Linked DNA regions of Oryctolagus cuniculus: region 1 is linked to region 2. Evidence: chromatin contacts called from public Micro-C data. All regions are on one chromosome and are shown on one strand. Each heading gives the region's core, a stretch centred on a gene start, on an enhancer-like site or on the middle of the called end of the contact. The rest is flanking DNA. Distances are from core to core; before and after follow the strand shown.

The links. A called contact is a pair of places that touch in the nucleus more often than the background predicts.
Region 1: a Micro-C map of ear pinna shows a contact between it and region 2, with 1.8 times the contacts expected there. The contact joins two enhancer-like sites. A contact is called at or near these places in 3 of 6 Hi-C or Micro-C datasets (ear pinna, psoas muscle and an unstated tissue).

The regions. Positions count from the first base shown.
Region 1 is chr2:159,405,559-159,409,830 of mOryCun1.1, reverse strand. The region is part of intron 30 of THADA (THADA armadillo repeat containing); the gene reads right to left. Among named protein-coding and RNA genes, the nearest start is that of ZFP36L2, 97 kb to the left of the region's middle. Within about 2 kb of position 2,565, at least 1 of the 8 cell types and tissues checked has an H3K27ac peak or open chromatin away from gene starts, as enhancers often do. A contact at or near this core is called in ear pinna, where this site is marked.
Region 2 is chr2:159,257,322-159,261,568 of mOryCun1.1, reverse strand. The region is part of intron 26 of THADA (THADA armadillo repeat containing); the gene reads right to left. Among named protein-coding and RNA genes, the nearest start is that of THADA, 130 kb to the right of the region's middle. Within about 2 kb of position 1,433, at least 3 of the 8 cell types and tissues checked have an H3K27ac peak or open chromatin away from gene starts, as enhancers often do. A contact at or near this core is called in ear pinna, where this site is marked.

The sequences.
Region 1 (4,272 bases), core at 1,316-3,815, 150 kb before region 2:
TGTTGTACTATAATACTCGCCCCAGCTGTTCTGGCTTTAGGCCGTCAGTGTCAGTTAAGGACTCTAAATCAAGAAACCTGGTCTGGACTTCAACAGTGATGGTTCCCAGGGAACTACTTCCAAAGCACCCTGATTAGAACCATGGCTTATCTCCATTCATCTAGAAGTGCTGACTGACCACCATGGGGGGCACCCTTCCCTAGGAAGGAGGAGACAAAGGTTTGGCCTTGCCAAGCTTGCTGTCTTGGGGGCAGGGGTGGCGGGCTGTATGTGAAGAGCAACAAAACACACAGCAAACAATCAAAGGCAATGTCACCGAAGTGGGGTCTGGAGACAAGAAAGGATTTGGCCTGGTGAAAAGAAAGAGAAGGAATTCCAGAAAATCAAACAGGTGCAGCTGACAGCTCTGAGGTCCATCACAGCCCACCTGGCGGGGCTCTTTCTCTCGTCCTGGGCCATACACAGCAGCTCAGCTCATTTTTGTTATCAGACATAAGGAGTAAGAGGCTCCAGCAGCTTCCTGCCCCAGGCCTGGCAGCGACATTTATGAAGCAACATCCTAGAGACCCCCCAGAGGCAGGCCCACCACAGGCTGGTGAGAAGAAAACCAGACAAAGAGGCTGAGAAGTCAGGAGAGGGCAGGCAGGCGAGGAGTGGGCGTGAGCCAAAGGCAGGAGGAAGGAGAGTCGAAGACTAGGAGAGAGAAAATGGTAAAAGGAGAGGGAGAAGAGTCCTGCTAAGATCCCTCCACGTGACACATGTCCAGCCACACCAGGCCCTTCCTTTGAAACTCACTTCAAAGCCTGTCTCTAGGAAACACTCCTTGACCATCCAACTTGATGCTGCATTTGACCTTCCTCTGCTCTCCCGGAGACCCCGCTGGCGCTCTCTGTAGTCCTGGCAGCGCCCGTCTGCAAGGCAGCAGTGGCTGTCCGCAGAGCAGACGCCGCCTCTCCTTGCATTTGTCTAGAAAAGGAAGAGCTGCTGTGCTTAGGAAGTGCTCCTTTGATGCAGACCACACCAAGCCGTAGAAATGTGGAAGTGTAAATTAAATAAAAAGAATCCCCCCCCCCTTCTGATTTCCCCCCGCCTCCAGCCAAGCAACCATCACACGGCATTCCTGGAGAAACAATAGGGGATTTGTTTAAACTAAAATGCCAAATGGCTGTGAACTGCAGAATATGTATTTTTAAACAAGTTATTTCCCCCACTGGAACAGGGAGAATTCAGATGTGCATACGGGGTCAGCCGCCAGCAGCACACAGGGCCTGGCTGCTCTCCAGGCCTGTGGCTTACCTGGCCCCGGCTGGGCAGGTGTGATGCGGAGCTGGTTTTCGATGGCATGCTGCAGCACCCAGCCAGCCTTTGCTGGTACGGAGCTTTGCAAGTGCTAGTGCTCACCTGCAAGTATCCACTGCCCTGTAGCCCTCTACTTGGATTTGCCTGTTAAAGTGAAGCTGTCCTCAGGACCCTGCTCTGGAGGTTGACCAATTCCTAGGGAATTCTTGCTGCACTGCCATGCACACAGTGAGCGACCATGAGCTGTGACTCTACCCAGAAAAGGAGCGGAGGCCTCAGCCATGCACTACCACAGCACAATGGGCTTCCCTTAGGCAGGGATCTGTAAAAGCAGAGGGCCTCTGCCACTTTCCCAGCGTCCCAGGGAGGCAACTGGTAGCCTGCACAGAGCACTGGGGTCCCCTTCTCAAGTGGAGGCCGAAGCCACAGTCTCCCCTGGGAATGCTGGCGCTCGAGAGGAAGCCGGCAACCCCAACCCCGTGGCTTCGCCTTTCCCTCCAGCCAGGCTCACCTGCCCTTCCAGAGAACCCCCAGGGCGTCCCCACACTCCAGAGGCCCTCGTATTTTTCCATCGCTCTATTAGGCATCTTTTTCTCATTAATGTACTAACACTCCAGCTATGTGCAGGGAATGATGAAAAAGAGACCTTGTGTGGGGCTTGGGATTTGTTCAAAGCCTGGGGAAACTGTGTTAGAGGCTGTATGTTTTTTATTCCTTTTATGAGAGATGCATGTTTCCCTCCCTCTGTGACTTGTTTAAAAGTAAAGTTTAATATGCTGCCAGAGAAATTGCTGGTTAATAACTTAATAAGCTATGTGCTAGGAATTATGGGAGAAAAGTAGTATCCAAGAAAACTTTTATTGTACAGTTTGGAGTTTGGAGCTTGGAGGATCTATAGCTTCAATTATGATACAGAGTACCAACAGAAGCCCCCTTTCTTTTCAAACTGTGCTTCTCTCTAGAAGCATAAAGAAGGAAAAATAAGTGAGGTGAACGAAAACTTCTGGATATTGCATGAAAAGTCTGTATACAGTATAAGGTGAGACTTTTTTTTTTTTAAGATTTATTGTATTTATTTGCAAGGCAGAGTTGAGAGAGAGAGAGAGAGACAGAGAGAGAGAGAGAGAGAGAGAGAGAGAGAGATCTTCCATTCACCGATTCACTCTCTAAATGGGCATAACAGCCAGGACTGGGCCAGGCTGAAGCTAGGAACCAGAACCTTCATCCAGGTCTCTCACGTGAGTGCAGGGGCGCAGAGACTTGGGACATTCTCAGCTACTTTCCCAGGCACATTAGCAGGGAGGTGGATTGGAAGTGGAGCAGCTGGGACTCAAACCAGTGCCCATATGGGATACCGGTGCTGCAGGCTGTGGCTTTACCCATTACGCCACAGTGCCGGTCCCCAAGGTGAGAATTTCTAGCAGCACAGTCAACAGACCCGTGACCTTGTGAACAGGGCAGAGCACACACTTGAAAATTAGCCTTGGCAAGGGTAATAACAATATCAACTGAATTGCATTAAAAGTTTTATCTTCAAAAATATTCCCATTTCTTTTTATCTTAACAAAATTCTTCAGAAGGAAGAAAAATAGGCATTATTATTCTCACTTTTACAAATCAACAAAGTTGCTCATATAGCTCAAGTGACCCACCCAAGATTAGGGCAAGAACCAAGAATAGAATCAAGGTTTTGTAGAGAAACAAATTGTATCTATGTGTCCCAAACACAATCAGATGAAAAATGAGACACTCTGCCAAGCAATTGGAGTATTTTGGTTTGCAACCACATGTGCTGGTGCTATGTCCTAGTTGCCTGTCTGGGGAGAAGCAGGGCTCCAGGCACAGCTGTTTCTGTGAGGTCCAACAAGAGGCATTATTTCTAGCATGCCCAGCTATGTTGAGCAGGACTTAATTACTGGCCATCGGTACATTTCCTGTATCTCTTTAGCTCTTCTCATGCCCTCCTCACTCTCATCTCTCTCACACTCCCATTACAGATCAAAACTGAGGCCTACAGGAATTACAGGCCGCGCCAGGCTGGCCAGTGGCTGAGCGGGGGGGACCAGACCAAGCCTGCCAACCTTGAGTAGGTGCTGCCTCGCCTCAGCTTCTGGGCAGTGTGCTTTTAGGCTGGGGGCTTTCTGTTCACCAAGCAGTTCTGGAAGTGACACTCCCTGTGGTCACTCAGGAACACAAGGGCTGACGCAGGCCCCTCTGGTTCTGGGAGTACTGGCGTGAGCCCGTTCGTTCCCTTGAGCGGGAAGGTGTTCTGCCCAGAGGCCTGCAGGCCATTCCAATCAGCGAGGAGAGAACAGTGAGCCTTTTGGGCCCCTCCCAGAGCTGCTCCCTTGGCCACTTCACTAAAGCCAGGCTGCGCTCCCCACAAGCCCTCTTGGAGGCAGCCTAAAGCCTGGCTAGAGAGGACAGAGTAGGCCTGAATCTGCTCAGTAGGGCAGAGCAGTGCTTGCGCCAGGTCTGCGTGTTGCCAGAGGCCTGTGGTCACAGCTACTGACTTCAGTTAAAGGTACTGTCTCCAGGGGCCAGTGCTGTGGCGCAGCGGGTAAAGCCACCACCTGTAGTGCCGGCATCTCATACAGGTGCCAGTTCGAGTCCTGGCTGCTCCACTTCCTCTTCAGCTCTCTACTATGACCTGGGAAAGCAGTAGAAGATGGCCCAAGTCCTTGGGCCCCTGCACCCACATGGGAAACCCGGAAGAAGCTCCTGGCTCCCAGCTTTGGATGTGCGCAACTCCGGCCACTGTGGACAGTTGTGGAATGAACCAGTGGATAGAAGACCTCTTTCTCTCACTCTCTCTGCCTCTCCTCTCTCTGTGTAATTCTGACTTTCAAGTAAATAAATCAATCTTAAAAAAAAAAAAAAAAGGTACTGTCGCCAAAAGATCACTACTGAAAAATAGTTTTCTGACCAGGAGAATAAGCTAATTTACATATTAGAATGTAGGCCATGTTAGCA
Region 2 (4,247 bases), core at 184-2,683:
AGTAAGAAAATTTAAGGGGAAGAAACAAGATTTGCTTTTTTTTAATTAATCCACACATATTTTTAAGATTGAAATGATAAAAAGTTGGCCTTTCCTAGCCAAATAAATGCTTATGAAGCAGATTAGTGTTTATGTGCATATTTGTTTGTGTATTTAATATCCTCAGGTCTGAGAGTTTTTCCATGTAAACATAAGTTTTGTTAAATATCACTTGAATTCAATGAAAAGGCCTATGTTTTATTAACACATTTCACTCTTAGCTAAGGCTGCCATACAAACTGAATACCAAACACAAAAGCAAATCAGAAATTCCCAGAAAACCCTTCCTCGCTCATCAGTACACTAAATGTGCCACACTCCTGCTTCCTCCAGCATTCTTACAAACACAGTCTTCCAGAACCCAGAATTCTTATGAAATAAATACTCAGCCCCAGAACATGCCCTGGCCTCCTCCACTATCCACCCCACCTCCTTCCCCCACAGGACTATATTTTCAAACTAGAATATTTGTTTTGACAGACTTCTGCTTGCTTAATTCTCTGGCAAAGGTTTTCTCGTGCACTCCTAGCCAGTAATAAACATTTTGCCAAAAATATGCAACTCTTGGCATGACAAGAATAGGGAGGGAAAGAAAAAAAAAACTGCCAGCAGAGACTTCTAGAATTAAAGATAAAAGCAAGTACATTGGAAGAACAGAATTCTTTCCCTTAACATATTATAATTTCCTCTTGTTTTCCCTGCTTCTCACTATCATGCAGAAAACCTTCATTGGCAGTTTCGCATACCTTCTCTAAACTATATAAAGCAATGGGAAACAATTCCCTAAATCTTGGTTTCTAATTAAGGAGCTACTTATCCAAATGAAAAATGTAGGTTAGCTAATCCTACTCTGAGAGTAAATCTCCAAAACAATTTCTTAATAATAGTTTATCAGGAAAATTAAAATCCATTGAACTTGCTTAATCCAGTGGAATACTTCTCTTTCATTATTTCTCCAGTTACATTTAAGGATCTAGCATTCTAACACTTCACAATGCAACATGCTCAGCCTTCCCCCACAGAGTTCAGAAGGGCTGGGCGGGGCAGCACGCAGCCCTCCTGGGAGAGCTTAGGGTATGGGTGCGGTGCTTCCTCTACAACTACCCAGATTCTTGGGAGGAGTAGCCCACAAAGAAGTTTCCCTGCATGGGTGGATTCAGGCACTTTCCAAACAAAACATTCACAGATCCAGATTACTGAAAAACTCAATCTCTGGTGAGAGATCCTCTTCCTGCACATATCAAGTCAATGTTGGATGCCTCCTGAAGTCTATCCTCACCCATCTGGGTGATCTCATTCATTCTGCTGGCCATCTACGCAAAACTGCTCCTTCATCTAGACCAGACCGCACTCACAGCACCAGACCCTTAGTATCTAACTGCCAAATGGCTATGTTCTAAAGGATGTGCTTCAAGCACCTCAAAACATGGTGGTAACATTGAACTTGTGTCTTCCTGCTCCCAAATCCTTGCCTCTGTCAGCTGTACTATTAGCCCAGAAAACGGTCCAACTCAAAAATCTGCTATCATCCCACAATCTCTCTCCCTCCCTGTCCCCTCATCTATCATCATGCCTTGCTGAATCTACTGTCTTAATCTCTCTGATCAATACTGCCCTCAACATCCTCCTTGCCCACCCCTTTCTTACAAGAACTCACACTCCTCTCTTCTCACCACTCGGGCTATCTAGAGTTTCTCCAAGTGTGTTTACAAGACAGTTCTTCCCAAGATATTCCACAAAAAGGTTTCCACGATTCACTATTCTAAACGAGTACCTAACACTATGTCTGGAGAGTCACAGGGCATAACCACTTTTGGAAGTTGCCAAGAAACCCTGAGTTGAAGAAACTTTCTCACACCAGCCATTCAACTATGGTCATCTGTCCTCCCGGCTCCCCTTCCCCCAACCGTTTTCCTTCACATGTCTGACTCCTCCTTACTCTTCAAGCTCAGACCCTGACTCTTATGGCCTCAACTCATCCCCCCTGGGTGTTTCCAGATCTCTCCTTGCATGCCTCTGTAACAGAATACTCATGCAACTGGCTTGATTCTGAGACCCTTGGAAAAAGACTTCAACTCATTTCTCTTCTAATGCCCAGCACATTATCTGACACACAGCAGCAGGTCAATCAACATCACTGAGTAAATGAATGCTAACAATAGCTCAATGTATGGCGCAATTTACTCTGGCCAGGCCCTCTCCTAATCTCCTTGCATGCACAGTATTAACTCACTTAATCACACAAAACTCCTCTGGGGTATTTACTCCATTGAATACATGTGGGAACTGAGGCAAAAAGAGTGAATGCATCCCATTATTCCTCCAATAAAACCTTAGATTTTCTTATCTCTAGCAGGGTAACCCTGAGTAACTTTACTGCTCAGGAAAAAAAAAAGATGTGATTCATTCACTGGAAAGTGATCTTGCAGAACTTGGTTACTTTTAGAAATTCTGTACACTATGAATAATAAAGCTTTGATATAATGGAAAAATGACAGGGTTAGGATTCGTATCTGAATTTGAACACCAGCTCTGCTTCACATTTAGATATGTGACATGTGGCAAATTAATAATCTAAATTCCAAGTGTCTGCCTACCAGGAAAATATGAAATCAAGAGTATGAAAGCCCTTTGTAGCTTTCATGTTATACAGTGGGGTATACTGCGGCTGTTACAATGGCCAATACAATGGAATAAGGTGTACCTCCCCATACAGCAAATATTTATGATTGATTGCTCTGTATTTCTATTTTTATTTCCCTTACAGATAACTGGTTCAAATAATTAGAAAAGTTTTCAAATATACATAGAGATTTCGACTGAAAGTTAAGAACTTTCGATTAGATTGGACCAACAAAATCACATCTGCTTTGAGGCTCACTATATAGAGAAAAATAAGAAAAATTATTGAGTACTAATAAAAAAGCTCGACAACAGTCTTAAAAATTTCAGCAAAACCATGACCACCACAACTAACTAAACTACCTACACTGTAGAGACTGTCTACACTCTGCTGTCACTAATGGAATCTTATATAATATAGCCAGTGCTCTCAGCCCTACAAACCATGAACAGCTCAGTAGATAAATCTCAATAAGCCTCCACATCAAACAGACTGGAAGAAATCAAAAGACCGCTGAGCTAAGCCAGACCAGGCTGATATTTTGGTTTATTGGTTAACTGTTATGCTTGGAAAGGCATAAAGCTTAATTGCAAGGCTTGAGGTGTATGTAAAAAATGCCTGACTTAAGGAGAAATACTGATCATAGCATCTGTCACTAGTTAAAAAACGTGGAGATCTTTATCCAGGATATTTTTGGTTGTTTATATTTTAAAAAGATGAAAATAGCCAGTCACATGGTGACTAAACATGAATCATTGTTTCAGCTTTTTGAGAATGCTTGGAAATCCCAGGTGTAAATTAGGGAGTAACACTGTTGTTAATCCAAATCATGTGAAAGTTAAAAAGGGGGAAAATCTGGTTTAGTTTATGACTTCTTGTGGTATTAACCATAGGTTTCTCACAAATATTAATGAATACAGCACTTTGAAACACTATATGGAAAAGTGAAATCCGGTGGTATAATTTGGATCTTTTTACTATTTTCTACTGAATAACTAACTCCATTTGGTGGAACAAAAACCAAAACTAAACATTTTTTTAAAGGCCCTAGGAGAAAGTTCTCCCAGTAAAGGTCCAATAAAGATTTTAGTGAAAGACTGAAAGTAAGGTCCGCATCCCTGCATTGCCCTCATTTTCACTGCTACCAAAGCTACTCAACTACCCTCCATCAGCAATTCCACAGAGCTTCAGGACACGCAAAAAATTCAAAATTCAATCCCTCCCATTAAGAACTTGGTGTATGAGAGTACAAAGCTCATTCACAGAAAAGAGATAGTATATAAAGTCTGGGTCAGGCCAAGAAGAGTCCTAAGGAAAGGGAGAAAAACGAGTGCGAGATTGACCAATTCATGCGCTCTATGAATCTAAAACAATCCTCAGCTTCCTGTACTTCAAACACCAGCACACTAGGACTTGCTGAGCACGACAGCATTTGCCCCTCACAACCCTCGAGACACATACACTATCATGACCCCCATCTTATGATGATGAAGAAGCCAAGGCTCAGGGGACTTGGTAACTTTCCAGAGTCAAAAGTTAAATCTAGGTCTGCCCACCTCAGCATGCACCTTCTCAGAAACACCAA